Regions from separate parts of the Sus scrofa genome. Here regions 1 and 2 are each linked to region 3. Evidence: chromatin contacts called from public Hi-C and HiChIP or PLAC-seq data. All regions are on one chromosome and are shown on one strand. The core of a region is the stretch at or near the end of the contact, and the rest is flanking DNA. Distances in the headings are between cores, read along the strand shown. Region 1 holds the start of SLC25A51 (solute carrier family 25 member 51). Region 2 holds the start of TBC1D2 (TBC1 domain family member 2A). Region 3 holds the start of NCBP1 (nuclear cap-binding protein subunit 1).

The links. A called contact is a pair of places that touch in the nucleus more often than the background predicts. HiChIP or PLAC-seq counts read pairs in DNA pulled down with a chosen protein or histone mark.
Region 1: a contact with region 3 is called in an H3K27ac HiChIP or PLAC-seq map of alveolar macrophages. The contact joins the promoter of SLC25A51 here to the promoter of NCBP1 in region 3. A contact is called at or near these places in 2 of 5 promoter capture datasets (fetal liver and fetal skeletal muscle), 1 of 47 Hi-C or Micro-C datasets (embryonic fibroblasts) and 1 of 2 datasets of contacts at active chromatin or transcription factors (alveolar macrophages).
Region 2: a contact with region 3 is called in a Hi-C map of mesenteric adipose tissue, with 2.4 times the contacts expected there. The contact joins the promoter of TBC1D2 here to the promoter of NCBP1 in region 3. A contact is called at or near these places in 2 of 47 Hi-C or Micro-C datasets (liver and mesenteric adipose tissue) and 1 of 2 datasets of contacts at active chromatin or transcription factors (alveolar macrophages).

Annotation. Positions count from the first base shown.
Region 1 is chr1:238,666,115-238,669,328 of Sscrofa11.1, forward strand. It overlaps SLC25A51 (solute carrier family 25 member 51), which reads right to left and starts at 1,314. Exons shown (of 3, transcript NM_001258408.1): 1 at 1,222-1,314.
Region 2 is chr1:240,048,577-240,051,676 of Sscrofa11.1, forward strand. It overlaps TBC1D2 (TBC1 domain family member 2A), which reads right to left and starts at 1,351. Exons shown (of 16, transcript XM_021066519.1): 1 at 784-1,351. The coding sequence starts at 1,158.
Region 3 is chr1:239,490,766-239,494,175 of Sscrofa11.1, forward strand. It overlaps NCBP1 (nuclear cap-binding protein subunit 1), which reads left to right and starts at 1,812. Exons shown (of 24, transcript XR_002336867.1): 1 at 1,812-2,284. It overlaps TSTD2 (thiosulfate sulfurtransferase/rhodanese-like domain-containing protein 2), which reads right to left and starts at 2,118. Exons shown (of 10, transcript XM_005660262.3): 1 at 1,754-2,118.

The DNA.
Region 1 (3,214 bases), core at 64-2,563, 830 kb before region 3:
TTGTGAACCCAGCACAAAGGTCTTTGTACAAAAACTACGGAGAAGGCAACTGTAATTCTCCAAGGATGTTAACTCCTACAAGTCAGCAGGTCTGAGTCAGCATTCACATAAGATAAACCTGGGATCCAGTGGTCACTATCTTGCCACTATAAATTTAAAGCAATGTCTATGATTTAAAAATCCACTTCTCTGGGCTTAATCTACCAAAGGAAAGACCAGGTAAGTCCACTGCTTTTTAAAGAGACTGCTTGTGATCTTTGCCTGAGATGCACTCAAGGTGACTCCAGATCCAAAACGCCTAACCTGTGCTCTGAAATCACCCGCGGACCTAACCAGTCCTAGAACCTTTTGCTTTCACGGAACCCTTTCAAAAACAAGTACAGAGGAAGCTCAGATTGGCAAGGTCACTACCGTTACTCTAAGGGCTTCTGTTTCACAGCTTGCACGTAGTGAAACAGAAGGTGGGGATTAAGACCAGCTGTATACAGTTATAGGGCCAAAAAAAGGGTAAATATAGCCTTTAAGACGCCCCACTTAGATAAGCTTAATACCCAATAATTGGTACAAATTTACAATTAACAACATAATCCCATCACCACCACCAGACCAAAAAAAAAGCCTCGTACTACAAGTTTCCTACAACGCGAAGCAACATGGTGTCGCAGAATAAGCATTGTCTGGTTGTGCGGCTGAACTTACCATTCTCCAGGCGTCCATTTCCCCAGTGTGTGATAAGAGGGAGGGGAGGGTGGTGGGTTCGCCAAAGCCCCTTCCGTCTCTGACACCGGACAGAATAAGGGGTCCGGGGCCCATTCGCAGTGCCGGCGCCGCTCCCCTCCCGCGCAGGCAAAGCAAGAACCCTTCCCGCCCCGCTCTAGGTGCGCGGCAGAAGGCACCTCCCCGCCCCAGGCGCGCCCAAAAGAGCGCGCTGCCTCCTCCACCGGAAAAGCTCTTTCCGGCAGCCGGACAGCGCCCCTGGCTCAGCGAAACCCGGCGGCCGCCGGCCCCTGCGGCTGCAGGCCCCACCCGGGAGGGCACGAGCGGCAGTGGCGGGGCGCGCCGTGGGGCGGAGGGGACGCAGTGCGCGCGCGCGCGCTGAGGGGTAGGTGGGCCAGAGGACGCGGCAGACGGCCTCCTCGGACCCTCCTTCGTGCTTCCAGGCACTCCTTGCTGAGGCCGGGGGAGCCCCGCGTTTCCCTCTCACCCGCCTCCCACACTCACCCATCGCCGCGGGCCCGGCTCCGCGCCCGGTAGCCGCCCGCCCGCAGGTAGGCCAGCCCGCGAGCCCAGCCGGCGCCGGCGCAGGCGCAGACATTGACCGACCCCAGAGCTCGGGGCGGGGCGTGACGCGCTGGACGCTGCCGAGCCCGGTCACGTGAGGGAGACTACGCCGCGCTGCCTCCCTCTAAACCTGCGGAGGGTGAGGGGACGCCTGCCCACCCCTGGCAGCTGTGCGGCGAGCGAAGGCACTTGGGGGGTCACCCATCACATCTGTCGTAGGGCTTTGAGATTCCGCTGGATGGAATGCCATACCGTGGGTGCCCTACGGTGGCCTTGCCGTACCAGAAACAGCCAACGCGTTCTCTAGTGCTTGGTAGCCGGGAGGACCCCTGGGTACTGACAGTTGTGGGTTGCAAGCGCGCCTTTGCTGAGGCCTTGAAAGTCTCCGCCTCCCTCCCCTTGTAGCCTTGGTTAGCTTTCATTGAACCCTCGGAGTGGCATATTGTCAGCTGCTATTACTGCAGGTCACAGAACACCTGTGTGTGCTTTAGACTATACAAGTCATTTAAAAACCCTGTTTCCTTTCAACCTCAAACAACTTGCACGCATTGAATGCCACTGCACTGAGAATTAAGAGGCATAAGTCAAATCATAGTCCTGACCCTTCCTGGGAGTGACTTTGGACATGTCTCTGAGCCCCAGATCCTGAAAAGTAACACCTGCCTTACATGCAGCCCTTGGCCCCTGTAACAAGCACTGGGAGCAATGATCTGACTCTACCTTATATACTGGAAGGCACGCAGATGTGAGGCGTTGAAGGAGAGTGAGGCTCTACAGGAGGCTCATCAGATCTGTGAGGTGTATGCTCTTTAAGTGGGGTTTGTCAAATAGGCAACTCACCTGGCATGAAACACTGGTCAGGGTATGGGTATAGGTTGATGGCTCTCCCTGGTCACTTCCCCTGAGAGCATTTTGTAGATATTGACTCCAAAATTGTGTCCAGTTTGCCTGAGCTGGCCTGATAAACAGCTTCTTGGGGTGTGGGAAACCATGCTACCTAATTTCACCACACACTCTCCAGAGGTACCTACTGTGTGCCATCGTCCTCACCTGAACTCTCTTGGGGGGAACTTAGAATCCAAGTAAGGATATAAAAACAAAAACTCTGGAAGTTTATATGCATGAGGGGCTTCTTCCCTTAAGGGACAACCAGGACGGGCTTCACAGGGTGGAGGCGTTTGAACTGGGCCTTGGAGGATGAATGAATGGAATTTGGATGAGTGGAGAAACTCATAGTGGCAAGAGATAAGGTTGTCAAGGACAGGTGGTGAGGTCTGATAGGGCAGATCTTGACTTTCAAGTGCAGGCACCGGGCATCTGATTAGGGTTCGGGGATAGATTTCAGGCTCCACAGGATAATGACCAGGCCACACAGTAGTTTGGAGTGATTAAAAATTGGGCAGCAGTTGGGGAAGGGCATTTACGTTGGAATTATGTTTGCCCTGTCTTGTGTGAATCCCTAATCAGCTGTATTATTCAAAAAATAAATAAACCAGGCAGGCAGCCAGTGTGTTCATAAGCATAAATAATTCATTTCAAATTAGAATGGAGAGGTTCTTCTCCTAGGGTAAAACCCGAAGAGGAGGCAGAGATTGAAATTAAACACACAATTGGGGCACAAAAGACTCAAAAGAGTCAGGAAATCCCAAGCTGATAGGAACACTCATGTCTGGAGCCCAGCCAGTCTGTTTCTTTTATGCTGTAGGTCACAGCGCAGGCCCCTGCCCCTCCAGCACTGGGTTCCTTGTCAGAACCCTCCTACATGCTTATTTGGCTCTTCTTGGGCATATGAATGTTGGAGGTCAAAACCTCTGTTTTCTGGAGTTCCCGTCATGGCTCAGTCGTTAAGGAATCCAACTAGGAACCATGAGGTTGTGGGTTTGATCCCTGGCCTCGCTCAGTGGGTTAAGGATGTGGCATTGCCGTGAGCTGT
Region 2 (3,100 bases), core at 101-2,600, 560 kb after region 3:
GGGGGGGGGCATTAAAATTAAAAAGAAAACTTTTTTAAAAGTTAAGAAATAAAAAGAAACGTGATTCAGAAGTCATGCCTTGAGAGAGGGCAGCAAAGCTCATATCTTGATTATACTTCAACCCGAAGTAAAAAAGTTAAGGCAACTGCATTATTAGCCACACCCAAAAGTAAAAGTTTTGATCAAGTGCTGAGAGGTAGAAAACCCACGGGATTCCAAGTGTGGGCTACACCACTTTTTAGTTGTGTGACCTTGGACCAGTCACTTCATCTCTTTATGACTCAATTTTTTTTTTTTTTTTTTTTTTTTTTTGTCTTTTTGCCTTTTCTAGGGCCGCTCCCGCGGCATATGGAGGTCCCCAGGATAGGGGTCTAATAAGGAGCTGTAGCCACCCGCCTACACCAGAGGCACAGCAACGCCGGATCCGAGCCGCGTCTGCGACCTACACCACAGCTCACGCAACGCTGGATCCTCAACCCCCTGAGCAAGGCCAAGGATTGAACCCGCAACCTCATGGTTCCCAGTCGGATTTGTTAACCACTGCGCCACAACGGGAACTCCTATGACTCAATTACTTGATCCGTAATATGCGTATATCATGTGGGCCTTTGTTATGGGAACACAATGAGGAAATGAGTGTGAATGCCCTTTGTAAAGCACAAGACCCTGTGAACCCAGGGTTCACAGGGGTGTTTGGGGTCGGTGATTATAGTTACAGTAAGTTTATTGTGACCACTCACTTGCACCCCGCTGTGCTGAAAAGGAGAAAATTGCATCATTTACCTTCAAGGTAATAGTCCGGCTGGGGGTCTTGATTTCGAAAGTCCCCTCCTCGGCGTCCGCCTTGCAGTCAAATACCGCACAGGAGAGGTCGATGCTGTCCAAGGGGTTTGCATCCTGTGCGGTCCGCGAATAATACAGGTGACATTTTCTCTCGTCGTAGAAAAACCAGCGGGATTTCCAACCCCGGATGGGCCTTTTGCCTCCCAACTTGCTTAAATATCCACAAAGTTTCTTGGGGGCCGCCTCCAGAGGTCGGGTGCAGACCGTCGATTCCTCTGGAGGCAACACCTGGGAGCCCCTGGCCAAGCTGGCAGGCTCTTCGGACACGGGGGCAGAGGAGCTAGACTCCGCGGGGTTCTCCTGGGCGTCCTCCATCGCCACTAGGGACTGCGGAGGAGCTGGATGTCCACTGCCCAACTCCGGCCAAATCTCGGAGATTCAGGGGATACCTTCAAGACGGAGATAACTGGACGAGGGCGGGGCCTTTAGTGACCCGCCTCCAAGAGACGACGGAGGGACGCAGCTCCCTGCGTTGCGTGCACTTCATTGATCTAAAACCCAGTACCTGAGGGTGGCCACGCCCATCCGGACCCCTCCGTATCTAGGACAGGCCTCGACACGCCCCCTGCCGGCTCCTCCCACACTGCTAACTTCCGACTTTTCTTCGCTCCTCTCCGCCATATTTACTGAGGGCAGCCGCGAGCGTGGGGCGGTCCTCGGATTGAAGGCGTGGTGTCCCTGAATTTGGTTAACCAGCGGAAGAGAGGCTGGAGGAGACGCCCTCCACAAATACCTTGTTCTGGTAACACGCGTAATAACGTAGAGGGACAGTCCCTTCTCCAGCTTTACGGGCCTCCCGCCTTTTCTCCCCAGGTGCCGCGCAGGTCCCCGTTGCGGGGCGCACGGCGCGTCCATTGGCTGAAGGGGACACCCGGCTGCGTGGCGACATTTCCGGCGCCGCTCAAAGCGCGCGTGCTTAGAGGGCTCTGCTGGTGGCCTATATACCCGTCAGCAGTTAAGCGACCCTGTGGTTCTCCCCTGACCGTGGCGGCCTCTCCTTCCTCGGTCCCAGTTCCCGCTCGCCTCTTTCCTGAGCTACTCGAGTTATATGGGCGCCCGGCCCGGCTTCTGCCCTTGCTGGAACCCAGTGCTTGGGACGGGTTTGGGCACAGTAAATTGTGGAATCAAATGTGTCTTTACTAACTTTCTCAACTTCTGTCCTCAGTCTGTCTGCCTCTTGTCCTTAAGTTTCCCCCCTTTACTCCTTTAGGCGCTTCCCTCCGCTTGGGCTATGGAGCCCATTTCCTACCACCTCTTGAGGAGCTTCACGGTTCTTCACTAGCCCTTTCTTAGCCCCTCTTTCTTTAGCTTCTCTCTCTTTGCCATCCTTAACAAAATCTTCCTTGTTTTGTTCCGGGCAAATTATACTCAAGGTCTGAGGTTGTCTTTTCTTAAAATTAACTTAACACAGGTTCACTGCAGAAATTATAATAATATTTTGTAAGTCCATAGCATATCTAAAAATGTCTCTTAATATGATAATAGAGAAATAACATTCTCCAAACCGATGATAGATTAATTATACTATTGTTAGGCAAACGGGGGAATGAAAGAAATAAAAGTCCAAATTTAGTTCAGGTGTACCCTTCTGTTACTGACAAGGGTTTTTGACCTCGTTAATACAAATTGATGAGAGGCCAGACAAATTTAGTCAAGGCTTTATTGGCACCGGTACTGCAGCAGGAGGTAGGAAAACAAGTAACAGCTGCCCTTGCTTGCTCCCTGAGGAGGTGGTGGGGATAAGGGTGAGTCTAGGGATCTGGTGGTCTGCCCCCTTGGTGGTGCTGTGTGCAGAGTGCATGCACAGTGCCCTGCTTTTGCTTCTGCCTCCTCAGAAGTGGCTATTAGGTTTTGGTCTTTTTGAATCTTGTTGGTAATTTGCCTCAACTGCATGCGTGTAGTTATTTTTAGTCCCTTATGGTTTCTTTATATTTGGTTGCTGGAGGAGATAGCTGTCCAGGTGCAAGCACTGTGGCAAAGGGTCCCAGGTCCCAGATTTTAGCCTGTCTCTCTTATATGAGTTGGTTTCCAGTAGAGTCTTTCCTTTCAGCTAAAAGCTGGGCACTAGCCAATAGCTTAGGTCTCAGTACCAGTGTTGGCAGGTGAAGTGGGCTGCTCCAAAGGTGGTTATTCTAGGGACCCTTACGTGGCTTGTGCCACTGCCCATGAGGACTAGCATTGCCAGTGCAGGAATGGATATCCCTTCTCTTCTTGAGACTACTGCATGGTTTAACACCACTGTTGACCAAGAATAGCC
Region 3 (3,410 bases), core at 562-3,061:
AATAATAAAATAAAAAACAGGAGTTCCCATCGAGGCTCGGCAGAAATGAATCTGACTAGTATCCATGAGGATACAGGTTCCATCCCCAGCCTGCTCAGTGGGTTAAGGATCTGGCGTTGCCATGAGCTATGGTATGGGTCACAGACGCAGCTTGGATCCTGCATTGCTGTGGCTGTAGTGCAGGCCATTGGCTGCAGCTCCAATTTGACCCTTAGCCTGGGAACCTCCATGTGCCCTCAAAAGACAAAAAATAAATAATAAACAATAAACCAAACTATTAGAAAGAAAAAAAAAATCCAGCTCTTAACTTGCTCTCCTTGTCTTCCTCACCTCTGTAAACAACAATTCCATTCTTCCTGTTACTCAGGAAAAAACTTTGGGATTCTTGTCTCCTCACTCTTTCAGAGTATTGAAAATCCTGTCAATTCTGCTTTTGAAATATAATCACATCAGATGACACTGCACTACCTTCCCTACCAACCCCACTTAAGCAACCATTATTTCTTGCATGAATTATTGCAATTGCCTAACTGCCCTTCTCCCGTAAGAGCAAGAGGGGTGACTTTAAAAATAAGTCAGATCTCTCCCTCCAAAGGCTTTTAAAGGCATCAGATAAAGTCCAAGGTTCTTATAAAGCCTTTCCCACCACACCCTAATCGCATCTTTTTCTATTTTTGCCCACCACCTCTGACTGCAGTTTGCTGGATTCCTCAACCGGTCATCAGCACTGAGAAAGCAGGGGTTTTCCTTCGTTCACCTCAGCCTCCTCAATGTCTAGAACACTGCCTGGCACATAATAAATACAATATTTGTGGTATGGAGTAAAAGGTTGGGTGGCCAGGGAAGGATTCCTAAGGGGGCTGATGCTTGAGCTGGGACTGAAATGCCAAGGAGCCATCCATGCATACTTAAGGGTAGAAATCTTCAGGCAAAGGAATATAAATGCCTAAAGGGTGAACAAGCTTGCCTTACTGGAGGTACAGGAAGAAAGTAAGAATTGTTGGAGCATAGTGATAAAAGAGTAGGACCCTGTAGGTCAGGTTACTTTACATCGCAAAGTCATGAGAGAGTAGTAAAAAAGGAGTAACTGATTCCAGATCGGTTTTGAAAGTAGAGCTGATAAGGTTTACTGATAGTTCATTAGGTAGTAAGTAAGGAGCCAAGAATGACTCCTACCTACATTTTTGGATTAAGCAATCGGATGGATGCGTAAAAGTGAAGGAGCAATAGGTTAGGCTAGGTTAGGCTAGGAGAATGAAAGGTTCATTTCACGCGTGTGAAATTTCAAATGGCCATCGACAAAGCAGATAAGCAGCCGTGGTGTTCACCACAGAGGTCAGGGCGGAGAATATTCACATACACATAATGGAAGTATCCAATAACCACTGGAAACATTACTAAAGCGATCAACAACTCAGAGGGGCGAGAGGTCAGACGACGGTCAGAAGCTAACCGCAGAGCAGCAAGCTCAAGCTAGGCAGGGTCTTTCGGTCCCCAGAGCTGCTCGAGCGGCGCCGCTTCCCGCTTGGGCCCCACCCCGCGCGCCGGGCCTGGCCCAATCTCTCCTCCCAGCTTTCCCGAGTCGGCAGAGGCCCGGAAGTGGGAGAAAGATGAGCACGTACCCGCCAGTCCAGATCCTTTCTTAGATCTTTCTTCACCAAACCGTCTCCGCCTAGCAATTGTCACCTCTCACCACCCTTGCACCTCCAGCCCCCGCCCCTGTTTACGTAGGAAGGAACGCCGGGGACCTCACCTCGCCCCGGAAGTCTAGGCCGTTAGCGAAAGGGCCGCCGGGAAAACCACTGAGAGGCCCGGGGGGGAGTCTGAAGTGGAGGGAGTCTGAACTAGAGCGTCCCTCCTAGACCACCCCCGCCAAGGCGTGGCTCGCGGCCTGCGGGCTCCGGCCGCCTGGGGAGGCGGTGCTCTCCGCGTGGCCCCGGAAGGACTTCCCGCGGAGGCGGGCGAAGGAAGCAGCGGAGAGGCGGAGGCAGCCCGAGGGGGCGGTTGCGTGCGGACGAGGCGGCAGTGGCTTGGTGAGGTTCCAGACGCCGGCTCTCCGGGATCCGAGCCCGCCGAGCCCACCCGGCCACTTCTCCCCCTTGCGCTTCCGGGAGCCGTCGCGAGCGAGTGCGCCTGCGCGCGGGCCACTTCGTGAGCCTCGCCGCTGTCCTCGCGCCGGCCGGCTGCCCGACGGTTCCTGCCGCTCTTCCCGCCCGGCGTCTAGGCTCCGCCGCATACACAACGTGCGGCATGTCACGGCGGCGGCACAGCGACGAGAACGATGGTGAGTGCTCTGGGCCTGGCCGCCGAAGCCGCGCCCAGGTGGGGCCGAGGTTTGGCTTCTTCGGTCTTCAGGTCCTGAGCGAAGGGACGGGAAGCCCTTCCCCCAGGAACTTGCGGGGAGATGGGTGGCACAGCGGGAGTGTGGCTGGGCGACTGCTGGAAAGCTCGTGCTATCCCCCACCGCACCTCTTGAGTCGTCGGCGGAGGGGAGGCCTGGTGCACCCCTGGTCTCTAAGCACTCTTTAAGATAAGGTCCTTGGTACCGCCGAGCAGGGAAGTATATTTGTGTCTGTGCCGCTTCCCCTTAGAGACGGTGACCAGGACTCACTTGTCCCAGTGTCTCGTTTTGACCCTCAAACATCATGTATTAATGGCTCTCGGAAGGTGAGAGATCTGATGAATTGCAATCCCAGCTCTCCTGTGCGGGTCATCCGGGGTTTTGCCTTCTTTCAAACCACTGGGGAAGAAAAATCAGCTTCTTATCCGCACGCGAGAAGTCTTTAATAAATAGATATACGTAGGTCGTTATGTTAGATCTTGAATTGGTTGTAAGCTTATTTCTCTCGTTTAAGAAAAGAATGCCAGAAGACTCACTAGAGAGCTCGTAGAGGTTAGATCGGGGTTCCCATTTGGATATTTGCACTCATGGGGATCCTGGAATTGCCGTCATAGAAACCAGGAATAATTTAGCTAGTTAAAAATAGGAAACGATGCTTACATTAAAAAAACAACAGTCAAGAATACACATCTAGAAAAGCAAAAAGAAACTAAAAATAATTTAGTTATTAATACTTGAAAATAGTGTTGTAAAGTGGTTAAGAGGCCAGACTTTGGAGACAGAGGGTTTAAGTTCAAAGTTAGACCTTGCCATTTATTTTGTGATCTTGCCCAGATTATATCACCTCTTTAAACCTTAGTCTGTAGTATTGGATTAATGATACATGCCTGTTCTTGGTTTTGTGAGGATTAACATATGTAACTAATTGCTCATGATGATATGTATTTTATCATCTGTTAATGCTTAAGAATTGATAAGCATTGGCAGATGTCAACGATGTAGGAAAAAAATACGGATCAAAAAGTTGGATTTAATTAATTTTCTCCACTTATATTTTTCTCTCCTTGAA